3 separate regions of the Sus scrofa genome follow, and all the other regions are linked to region 3. Evidence: chromatin contacts called from public HiChIP or PLAC-seq data. All regions are on one chromosome and are shown on one strand. The core of a region is the stretch at or near the end of the contact, and the rest is flanking DNA. Distances in the headings are between cores, read along the strand shown.

Region 1 (3,244 bases), core at 139-2,638, 180 kb before region 3:
GGTTCAGCACCCTATTGGACCAAGAAAAGAAAATGCAGTGTTTATGACATTTTACTATGCAGCATTCTGAAGCCTGTTGATTTGTGATGGTTTTCATTCATATTAATTTTTATCCTTCCTTTAAATTTGGGCTGGAATTGTTTGATATTGTGATTACACAAAAGTAACAAAGTAAATGATCCACTCTCCTGATTCTGTGATTGGCTTTCATATTTCATTGTCCCGATGAAACCCTCACTTACCTTTGATCCTTTCTCCCAGTGCACCCAAATGATTGAAGTTCAAATTTGCATTATTTTCTCAATAATATTAGAAATCTTCCAATATAGCAGAGCTCCCTTCTTTATGATGAAGATCCTGGTGAAGTGCCTTTTGCACTAACTGGGTTATATCAGACATCTTTTAAAGAATGTTTCCTGTGGGTATGATTTGGACTCTGGTATCTATAAGTCTATGTAAACATGAACAATGAAATTTGTTTTTAATTTGTTTGGCAGCCAAATTTCCTTATTTTCTTGTCCCAGGCTAATTTTCAGGGCTTCTTCATGGAATCTAACCCACGTTTATACAGTTATTTGAGACAACTATGAAGCAGGGTCAGGCTGCCTGCTGTCCAGGTGAGGGTAACTTGTGTTTATTGAATGGCTGAAACTCAGTGGAGTTTTTTCTTTTCCTGTCATTGCCTGAAAACATGCTCTAGGATCTTCCTTCGCCACACACAGCTTTCCAGCCATTTTCCGGCACCATATTAAGGTCTACTCAAGCTAAGTCTCCCTGTTCTCCTATCAGGCCTCACCCACAGCTTCCGGATCCCCTAGAGGGAAGGAAAGTGTGGTCTTTTCTTTCACTTGTTTTCTTTTTCCTCTCTCCTTACTTCTTGCCTCTAGTTCTCTCTTCTTTCTCTGAAGAGAGTAAGAGAAGAGGGATTAGGGACCAGGTAGAAATGTCTCTTACCTGTCAGTGTTATGATCTCATCTCTGTACCCTTGGTATTCTTCCAAAGCCCTTTATTCTGTGGCTGACCTACTGTGACACTTAGCAGTATACTCACAGCTGGGGTCTCCTTGCACTCTGTTTAATCCTGAAATTGAACCTACTCTCCAATCCACAGTCAGCTCCTGGACCACTGTCAGCACCTGCCTTCAGATAAATTCTGTGTCTCACATATGTGCACCAAACTTGCTACTTTGGTTTCAAATCAACAGTTTGTTATTTTAGTTTGGCTTTGTTGTTTCCACCCTAGGTGTTTTCCCTGATTTGATTTGAGTCTAGCCATGTAATTTGGATTTTGTTTTATGCCAGATCTAGTTATCGTAGGGTCTCCCACTGAATCAACTATGCTATACTGGGAAAGCAGAAGTTGGACCTTTGAGTTTGAGAAATTTTACAAATAACTAGGGAGGGAGACACATGACCATTTGCCCTCATTGCAGACTTGCCTGTCCCTATGAACGTGTCTGTTCCTTCCTGGTCCCTTCTAAGAATCTAATTTTAAATTTTTGGGGAGTTCCTGTTGTGGCTCAGTAGATTACAAACCTGGCTAGTATCCATAAGGATGCTGGTTCAATATCTGGCCTTGTTCAGTGGGTTAGGGATCCGGCATTGCCGTGAACCGTGGTGTAGGTCACAGATGTGGCTCGGATCCTTTGTTGCTGTGGTTGTGGCATAGCCTGGCAGCTGCAGCTCCGATTTGACCCCTAGCCTGGGAACTTCTATCTGCTACAGGTGCGGCCCTAAAAAGCAATAAACAAACAAACAAAAAATTAGTTTTATTAGTCTGGACAAGGTAGAATTGCTGGACTGATATTTTTGTGTTTTAGTAATCTTCTTTTAAGATTTTGTGTGATGGAGTTCCTGTCGTGGTGCAGTGGTTAACGAATCCGACTAGGAACCATGAGGTTGCGGGTTCGGTCCCTGCCCTTGCTCAGTGGGTTAACGATCCGGCGTTGCCATGAGCTGTGGTGTAGGTTGCAGACGCGGCTTGGATCCCGTGTTGCTGTGGTTCTGGCGTAGGCCAGTGGCTACAGCTCCGATTAGACCCCTAGCCCGGAAACCTCCATATGCCGCAGGAGCGGCCCAAGAAATGGCAAAAAGACCAAAAAAAAAAAAAAAAAAAAAAAGATTTTGTGTGAGTATTTAGTACTCACTGTCTCTAGCTTTGCGGCTTTAGCTAAAATTCTGAGACAATAGGAAATGTTCCATCTTGTTCTGTGGTACTTAGTGCATGGTTGAGCCCTAGTGTTTTTAGACCATAATTCTTGTCTCATTTGGAATTCTAAATACCACTTGAACCAGTTAATCCCAGCCCTCCTGAGGACCTGAGCTCTACCATTAATTTAGTTGTCTGGTGAATACTTTGGTTGGCAAAACTGGTTATATGGGTTTTTGTTTGTTTGTTTGTTTTTTGCTCTTTTAGGGCCGAATCCATGGCATATGGAGGTTCCCATGCTAGGGGGCGAATCAGTGCTGTAGCCACCAGCCTACACCACTGCCCCAGCAATGAGGGATCCAAGACGCATCTGCAACCTACACCACAGCTCCTGGCAAGGCCAGATCCTTAACCCACTGAGCGAGGCCAGGGATCAAACCCAAGTCCTCATGGATCCTCGTCGGGTTCATTAACTGCTGAGTCACGAAGGGAACTCCCCAAACTCGTTATATGTTTGACTTGAGGTTTTTGGTACTCTCTTACAAAGTGTAAAGATTTATAGTATAGCCACCATGGCATATTCAGTATCTTTAACGTAATTTCTAGAAAAGGAAAATCACCAGTCTGTCCTATGCTGTTTTTAACCTTGAGCTTGGACTTTGCTCAAACAAGCTGCATACCACAGGGACTTTACAGTAACAGCATTGGAGAAGTGGGTGTGAATGGGGAAAGATCATGGGAAGTTAGGATAATGACCACCACAGTCATTAAGAGCAAAGTTGCTGGTTTCTAATGATTTAGCAAAATTCACATCAAGAGTTTTCCCAAAGGTATGGAAGCTTAGCAAGGCTTTGACAGTTTCAAAATACATTGAGCTATATTATAGACCCCTGACTACCACTTAAGCATTGAGCCCTAGAATTTAGAGCTCTGGCAAGTTTTCTAAACACACATTTCTGAGAATGTAATAGTCTGGAGTGTCTATTATCTTATCCTAATTTTTTAATACTCCCCTCTACTACTCCACAGCCATGTTTTTAATGCTGTGCAGTCCTCTGGCCTTAATTGATTGGATTGGGGTGGACAACTTGACCCC
Region 2 (3,742 bases), core at 860-3,359, 150 kb before region 3:
AGGCTTACCTGTCTTGTCTTCCTCTGAATCCCTAGCACATGGTGTTATACTTAGCACAGGTTGGGTACTCAATATATTGTTGAATAAGTGAACTAAAAAACCTTTAAACAGCAGTTTTATATCAGTAAGACATAGAATGTGCTGGTTATTGAAGAAAAATAGATCGGTTTGAGCAAAGTTAGCTTCCTAGGGAGCTGGTCATTGGAGAGAGTCTGTGTGTCAGAGATACTGACTTTTTAGGCTGTTCAAAAAAGGGAAGGGGAGGGCAGAAATAATGTGTTTTACACGTACCCTTTATTAACTACCTCCTTCAAGTTTGCAGGCAAGACAAACTCCCATGACACCTGGCCTTTTGATTTTACATTAAGAAATTACATTTACTTCATGCAGAATATTTTGTGCCTGTTAGAATTTCAGCCAAATCAAACCCATGGAAACATAACATAATTCTTACCAAAGGCTCCTGAGTACCCCCAAATTCAAGGTATGAGTGGTCCTCCTTAAACTCTCCTTCAAAGTCATTTTCATACCTATATATATTTTGTAAAGGTCTACTTATTTGGTTGCTTCACCATAGAAATCCAAGGCAGATGTCAGGGAGGACAGGGAAGCCTGCTGAGGTGAACAGAGGGGTCACAGGAGATGTGGCCATTGAACCAAAAGGTGGTAAAACCAAGGCCCAGACATGAAACTGCAACCTTGCTTGTGGACTTTTTCCCAGCCCAGCTTCCTTTCCTTTGGAGGTACCCTCCTCTTTATGTGGTCTGGTGTCATCATTCTATGGATAATGCCCCCACCCCACCTAACGCAGAGGTGAGCACATAAGCGATGCCCAGCCCCCTTGAAACATGGACAGCAGAAGCCGGCGCTGGGAAAAAGCCACACCTGTACATTACTAGCACCAAAGAATGCTAATGTGAGGCTGCTGATGGCCTTTTCTCAACCACATGAAAGAGTTTTTCAGCATACAGTGATGAGAGAAGAGAAGATGTCTTGATGTCTCTAGGCCCTGGTGCAGTCCTGAGGCCCTGGTCCCTATTCACTAGCTGAAATGAAAACTAAAACTGCTTATGCTTTTCCCCAGGCAGTTTTCAATAGCTTTTGAACTTACACCTAACAGTCCTCATGGGCCTACAGCAGGCCTGTTGTCTGGCTTCAGGCTTGACGCAGTCTGCTCCCTCGACCCTGTCTGCATGTGCCCACCCCTCCAGGGCAGCTGCCTCTCCTCTGGCCACACTGCTCTCCCTGTCCCAGATCTGGAAGGACCAGCTTCCTGATTCCTGTCAAGTCCTTCCCAGGTCACAGAATTCTCCCATGATGCTTTTAGTCCACATTCATTTCTCACCTTCTCTAACTTCTTTTGCATGTTTTATCTTTACCTCACAATTAGCACCTCATTACATGGCACCTCCTCCCTCTTCACCCCTCAGCCCTTTACTCTGCTTTATGTTTCTGTACAACACTCACACCTTGACGTATTATCTGTGTGTATGTGTACAGACATACTATGGGACTTTTTTATCTATTAATTGTCTTTTTGCCCATTGGAATATCAGCAACACAAGGGCAAGTGATAGAGGCTCAGTATTTGTGAAATGAGTATCTGCTCTCTGATTATCAATAGAAGACTATGAGAATTCCATTAAAGTGTGTCTTGTTTGGACTTTCCTCTTTAGAGACTCCATAACAATTGGTTTGTGAGGCTTTGATAGACATAACTCACTCAGCCTTATGTCTTAACTTTATCCTTCTGCTAATTGCAAATGTGAAAGCAGAGATTGTTTCTTACTCACCTTTGCATTCAAGCTGCTTCTCATATATACAGTTCCTTCTCATATTAGGCCCTGTAAACAGTTTGGTATATTTCCCAAGTACACAGAATCTCTCTAACTAGCCTTCATATATGCCATGGATAAAATTTTGCCTTGTAATTCCTCTGTGTCCCTGAAAACACACACAGAGAATTGTTCAGAAAAGCATCGTGATTTGCTGGACTGGTTAAATGCACATACTGAGGCATCATACGCCAATCAAGGCTCAGTGGCTCTCAGTGACTTCAGATACTTGGAAGATTGTCAGAGAAAGTTGACTAGTTTCTCTTCCTCTACAGGACAAGGCCTGAGATGTCCTAAGGACTGTATACCTCAGTGGGTTTGGACTAAACCACCAGAATGCACAGCCATCCTGCATTCACTTCTCTCACCTCTCCAGCACCATACTAATAACGCCCAACTCCCGGTGAGTACTCACCATAGTGCCAAAAACTGATTTAGTTCTTTGCATACATTTTCTCAATTAATCTTTACTTGAGGCAGGGACTATTATTATCTTCCTTTTACACAAGTGGCAACTCAGGCACAGAGAGATTAAGCAACTTGCCCAAGGTCACGCAGTGAGTAATTGGTGGAGCTAGGGTTCAAACTCAGGCCAACTGCTCCAGAGCATGCACACTTAATCTCTTTGCTCTGCTGCTGCTGAGTTATCTGGTTAACACATCCAGTGACAAGACCCTGGCAGCCAGGTTAGCTTCCTGTTTAATGTCTAATCCATAAAGATAATATTATATAATGTGATTAAAAGTTTAAAAAACACAGTAATTCCCATCATGGCTCAGAGGTTAACGAACCCAACTAGCATCCATGAAGATGAGGGTTCAGTCCCTGGCCTGGCTCAGTGGGCTAAGGATCTGATGTTGCTGTGAGCTGTGGTGTAGGTCACAGATGCAGCTCAGATCCTGTGTTGCCATGGCTCTGGTGTAGGCTGGCAGCCACAGCTCTCACTGGACTCCATATGCTGTGGGTGTGGCCCTAGAAAGACAAAACAAAAATAAAAATAAAAAAATAAAAGTTAAAAAAACAAAAAATCACAGCCTGTGGTTGCGTGCCTCTTTAGCTGCAGGGTGTAGGGAATACAGGCTACAGTGCACTACCTAATCCTGACACTCTCACAGTCCAAACTCCACAGCAAGCCCAGGCCTATCAATGTTTGAAATCTGCTTCTCAGTTCTGACTTTGTGATTTTATAATGACTTCCACATGCATTAGCATCCCATTAATGGCCTAGTATATGGGAACAGTTGTCTTATGAAGTGAGGGGATTTTTTTTTTTTCCTTTTCTTTTCCATTAAAACCACAGGTCTACAGAATGAAAATGCTCAATCTAATGAGTATAACCTGGAAAGTAATTTCATGGGCTGTAGTACTTTGATGGTAATAATTCTTGGATGTCAAAAGGATAAGGACACACTTTTCTGCTTCTAATTTTATTCTTAGAAAATGATGGTATTGAGCCATCCATAGAGTGCCCCTGTAGATTAATTCCAGTTTTTCTTTTGTAGAGGAGATTTAAAGGGAAGTCTTAATCTGCTTTACATTTAACTCTTATCTCTTCACTATGAATTAAAAATAGAAAGCTGGGCTCTGGTTTCACCTTTGCAGACTCTCTGAGTACTGAAGTTACCCCCAGTTAGGATGGGCTGAGAGCCACTCCAGATCTCTCTCTGGCTTAGCACCCCTCACTGACTTTCCCAACAGTTGCTTCTTTCTATTTTTCAGTCCAAGAGCCTCATATGAACGTGTCTAAAATGAGTCATCCTTATGTTGTGATGCTTGACCTTTAGCATTTTCCTCAGGTATTTTCATTGGTCAGGAAACTCAATTCATTCTGAGTCCTTTCAGACTCTGCAATCTGAGAAGTTTCCTGCATCCTCTGGTTGTTTTCTCCTAAATCCATGCTTAAGGTG
Region 3 (3,325 bases), core at 379-2,878:
AATACAGTGGCATCTTTGTGATAAATTTCTTTTTCCTTAAGCGCAATTGTGTTTTTTGGATGTTGTTTTTGCTGTTGATTTTTTGCCGCCAAAATTCTCCTAACCAATTGTGTCAGTTTCCCGAGGCTGCTATAACAAATTGTCACAAACTTGGTTGCTTAAAGCAACGGTTTATTCTCTCACGGTTCTGGAAGGTCTAAGTCCAAAATCCAGGTGTCAGCAGTGCTATGCTCCTGCTAAAGGTTCCAGGGAAGACTACTTCCTTGACTCTTTCTAGCTTCTGGTGGCTGCTGGCAATCCTTGGCATTCCCTGGCTTGTAGCTGCGTCACTCTCATTTCTGTCTCCGTCTTCACATGGCCATCTTCCCTCTGGTGTCTCTGCATGTCTTTATATGGCCTTCTCATTAGGACACTAAATCTATTAGTCATTGGATTTAGAGCCAGGACTAATCCAGCAAAAATCTCACCTTAACTAATTCCATCTTACAGATTTAATGTAAGATGGAATTATTTAATTTACACATTAAATTATTTAATTTAATCATGTGACTTTATTAAATTCCTATTTAATAAAGTCACATTATGAGAGACGGTCCAGGTGGACATGTATTTGGGGTAACACTATACAAGCAGTACACCAATTCAACATCCAAAGGCATTGGAACTACCACAATGTTTAGAGCCAGGTGCGTGGGGAAGGAGCGTTGTGCTAAGAATGCTGAGGCCTGCTCTCTACCCAGAGAGGAGGCATGGAGTGCTCTACGCAGAAGAATATCATGGTTCAAGTTTCCTAAAAGATTGCTTTGGTCACAGTGTGTAAAATAAATTGGAGCAGGGAAGGCTAAGGAGGGAAGAAAACCAGTTTTACCACTGGATAATTCAAGTGATGGGTAAGGTAGTCTTGGTCAGCATAAATGGTAGAAAAAGACAGGGAAGGGACAAGTGGGAGACATATTGCAAATTCAGGTTAGTCAGTTCATGTGTGGTTGTGGGGGAGTGAGTGAAGAAAAGGAAGGGTCTAGGTATGTTTTAGAATATATGACTGGAAAAATAAACATCCTTTTCTATATTCTTTCTATATTCTTCTCCCTTAAACTTTAGCTATTAAGAGTCAGAATGCTTCGATTGCAGAATTCTCACTTGAGCAAGGTTTTTTTAATAAAATTATTCATATTCTTGGCCTTGGATGCCAATTAAGTCTCTCAAGTTTAAAATTGCTTTGTTTGCTTTTAAAGAAATCTGCCCAACTTACAGACCTACAAGTTAACTAACCAGCCTACTTCCCTTCTCCTCCCCCCAGAGGACTTTACTCTGTTGGTTTTCTGCCAGCTCTTTCAAATTGAAATAGTTCAGTTTCTCTGTTTCTAGAACATAGAATTCATTACTCCTGGATTTTTGCCAACAATGTCCCTCTCATGTTTTTAAAACTAAGATGAATGTTACAGAGTGACCTTCTGGGCTCGACCCACGATTAGAAGTCAGTAAGTGATATATTAGATGTCTGCATGGATGCTCTGTTCTGGGTAGTGGGGCTGCTAGGGGAATGGGAGGAACTCTGGGAAGGTGGGAAAGGCATTCAGGGCAAAGCCTTGGAACTGAAGTGGAGAAATATGCATGAGAGATTAGGTAAAATTTGGCTGAAGTGAGGCAAGGCTCAGATTCTTCCTCTACCCTCAGGGCCCTGGTGAGTTTACCACAGAAAGGACATAGTCATTAATTCCTTTTGGCCATTTAGATAGAAAACAGAAAGCCAGGTGACAGAGAATATTTTTAAAGGGCTCTAGGAAGAACCACTCCATATTTTTTTCAGTGTGCATGTTCCCTTTCTCTTCCCACCTCTGCAACCCCGCTTAGCCTCTTGTTTCTGCTAGCACTGAAAAGACAACAGAGCACAAGTCTTAGGAATGTATACATCTGCATAATTTTAGGCCAGATGAATTTTTCATTCATATGGCTCTGTTGAATTACATAAGGAAATTTCTTTACCTTTTAGGTTACTTTCTAGGAATACATTAATACTTTAATTCTTTTTTTTTTTTTTTTTTTTTTTCTTTTTGCTATTTCTTTGGGCTGCTCCCACGGCATATGGAGGTTCCCAGGCTAGGGGTCGAGTCAGAGCTGTAGCCACCGGCCTACGCCAGAGCCACAGCAACTCGGGATCCTAGCCGCGTCTGCAACCTACACCACAGCTCTCGGCAACACCGGATCGTTAACCCACTGAGCAAGGGCAGGGCTCGAACCCGCAACCTCATGGTTCCTAGTCGGATTCGTTAACCACTGCGCCACGATGGGAACTCCAATACTTTAATTCTTTTCTCTTCCAATTGGCTATATATTTTTAAAGTAAACTTTTCATTTTGAGATAATCATAGATTCACATACAGTTACAAGAAGTAATGCTAGGAGATCCTGTGTACCCTTTACCCAGTCTCCCCTAATAGTAACATTTTGCAAAACTATAGTAAGTTGTTGTAGGATACATTCAAGTATAATACCATTGACATTGATACAATCAAGATATATGACATTTCCATAACCACAAGTATCCCTCATATGGCCTCTTAGAGTCACATGTACTTCCCTCCTTCCCTGACCCTCATCATACCTTGATACTCACTAATCTATTCTCCATTTCTGTAATTTTCCACTTTCAAGGATGTTATGTTAATTGAATTATATAGTATATAAACTTTTGGTATCAGCTTTTAAAACAGCATAAATTCTTATTGATTTGTGTATGTATCATAGTTTTTTTTAATTGCTGAGTAATATTTCATGGTATGGATGTACTACAGTTTGTTCACTATTCATTCATTGAAAGACATCTGGGTTGTTTCCAGTTCTTGGCTACTATGAGTAAAGCTGCTATGAACATTTGTGTACAGGCTTTTATGTGAACATAAGTTTTCATTTCTCTAGGCTAAATGCCCAAGAGTGCAATTGCTGGGCTTGTGGTAGTTACATGTTTAGTCTTATGAGACACTGCCAAACTGTTTTCAAGAGTGGCTGGACCATTTTACATTCCCACCAGCAATGTATGAGCAATCCAGTTTCTCCACATCCTTGCCAGCATTTGGTGTTGCCGCCATTTTTCTTTTCTTTCTTTCTTTTTTTTTTTTTTTTTTTTTTTTTTTTTAGCTATTCTGATAGTAATGTAGTGATATTGCATTGTGGTTTAAATCTGCATTATTTTCCTGATGGCTAATGATGTCGAACATCTTTTTGTATGCTTATTTGCCATCTGTATATCCTCTTTGGGAAATGTGTTCATGGTTTTTGCCCATTTTCTAGTTGAATTGTTTGATTTTTTTTTTAATTTGTTGAG

What was found. HiChIP or PLAC-seq counts read pairs in DNA pulled down with a chosen protein or histone mark.
Region 1: a contact with region 3 is called in an H3K27ac HiChIP or PLAC-seq map of alveolar macrophages. The contact joins two enhancer-like sites. A contact is called at or near these places in 1 of 5 promoter capture datasets (liver), 6 of 47 Hi-C or Micro-C datasets (embryonic fibroblasts, heart right ventricle and liver) and 2 of 2 datasets of contacts at active chromatin or transcription factors (alveolar macrophages and skeletal muscle).
Region 2: a contact with region 3 is called in an H3K27ac HiChIP or PLAC-seq map of alveolar macrophages. The contact joins two enhancer-like sites. A contact is called at or near these places in 3 of 47 Hi-C or Micro-C datasets (embryonic fibroblasts and fibroblasts) and 1 of 2 datasets of contacts at active chromatin or transcription factors (alveolar macrophages).

The regions. Positions count from the first base shown.
Region 1 is chr8:96,459,980-96,463,223 of Sscrofa11.1, reverse strand. All of the region lies in intron 2 of JADE1 (protein Jade-1), which reads left to right. Among named protein-coding and RNA genes, the nearest start is that of JADE1, 100 kb to the left of the region's middle. Within about 2 kb of position 1,388, at least 1 of the 83 cell types and tissues checked has an H3K27ac peak or open chromatin away from gene starts, as enhancers often do. A contact at or near this core is called in alveolar macrophages, where this site is marked.
Region 2 is chr8:96,432,843-96,436,584 of Sscrofa11.1, reverse strand. JADE1 (protein Jade-1) reads left to right here. Exons shown (of 15, transcript XM_021100682.1): 3 at 2,111-2,238. Among named protein-coding and RNA genes, the nearest start is that of JADE1, 130 kb to the left of the region's middle. Within about 2 kb of position 2,109, at least 2 of the 83 cell types and tissues checked have an H3K27ac peak or open chromatin away from gene starts, as enhancers often do. A contact at or near this core is called in alveolar macrophages, where this site is marked.
Region 3 is chr8:96,282,349-96,285,673 of Sscrofa11.1, reverse strand. The region is part of intron 4 of JADE1 (protein Jade-1); the gene reads left to right. Among named protein-coding and RNA genes, the nearest start is that of JADE1, 280 kb to the left of the region's middle. Within about 2 kb of position 1,628, at least 1 of the 83 cell types and tissues checked has an H3K27ac peak or open chromatin away from gene starts, as enhancers often do. A contact at or near this core is called in alveolar macrophages, where this site is marked.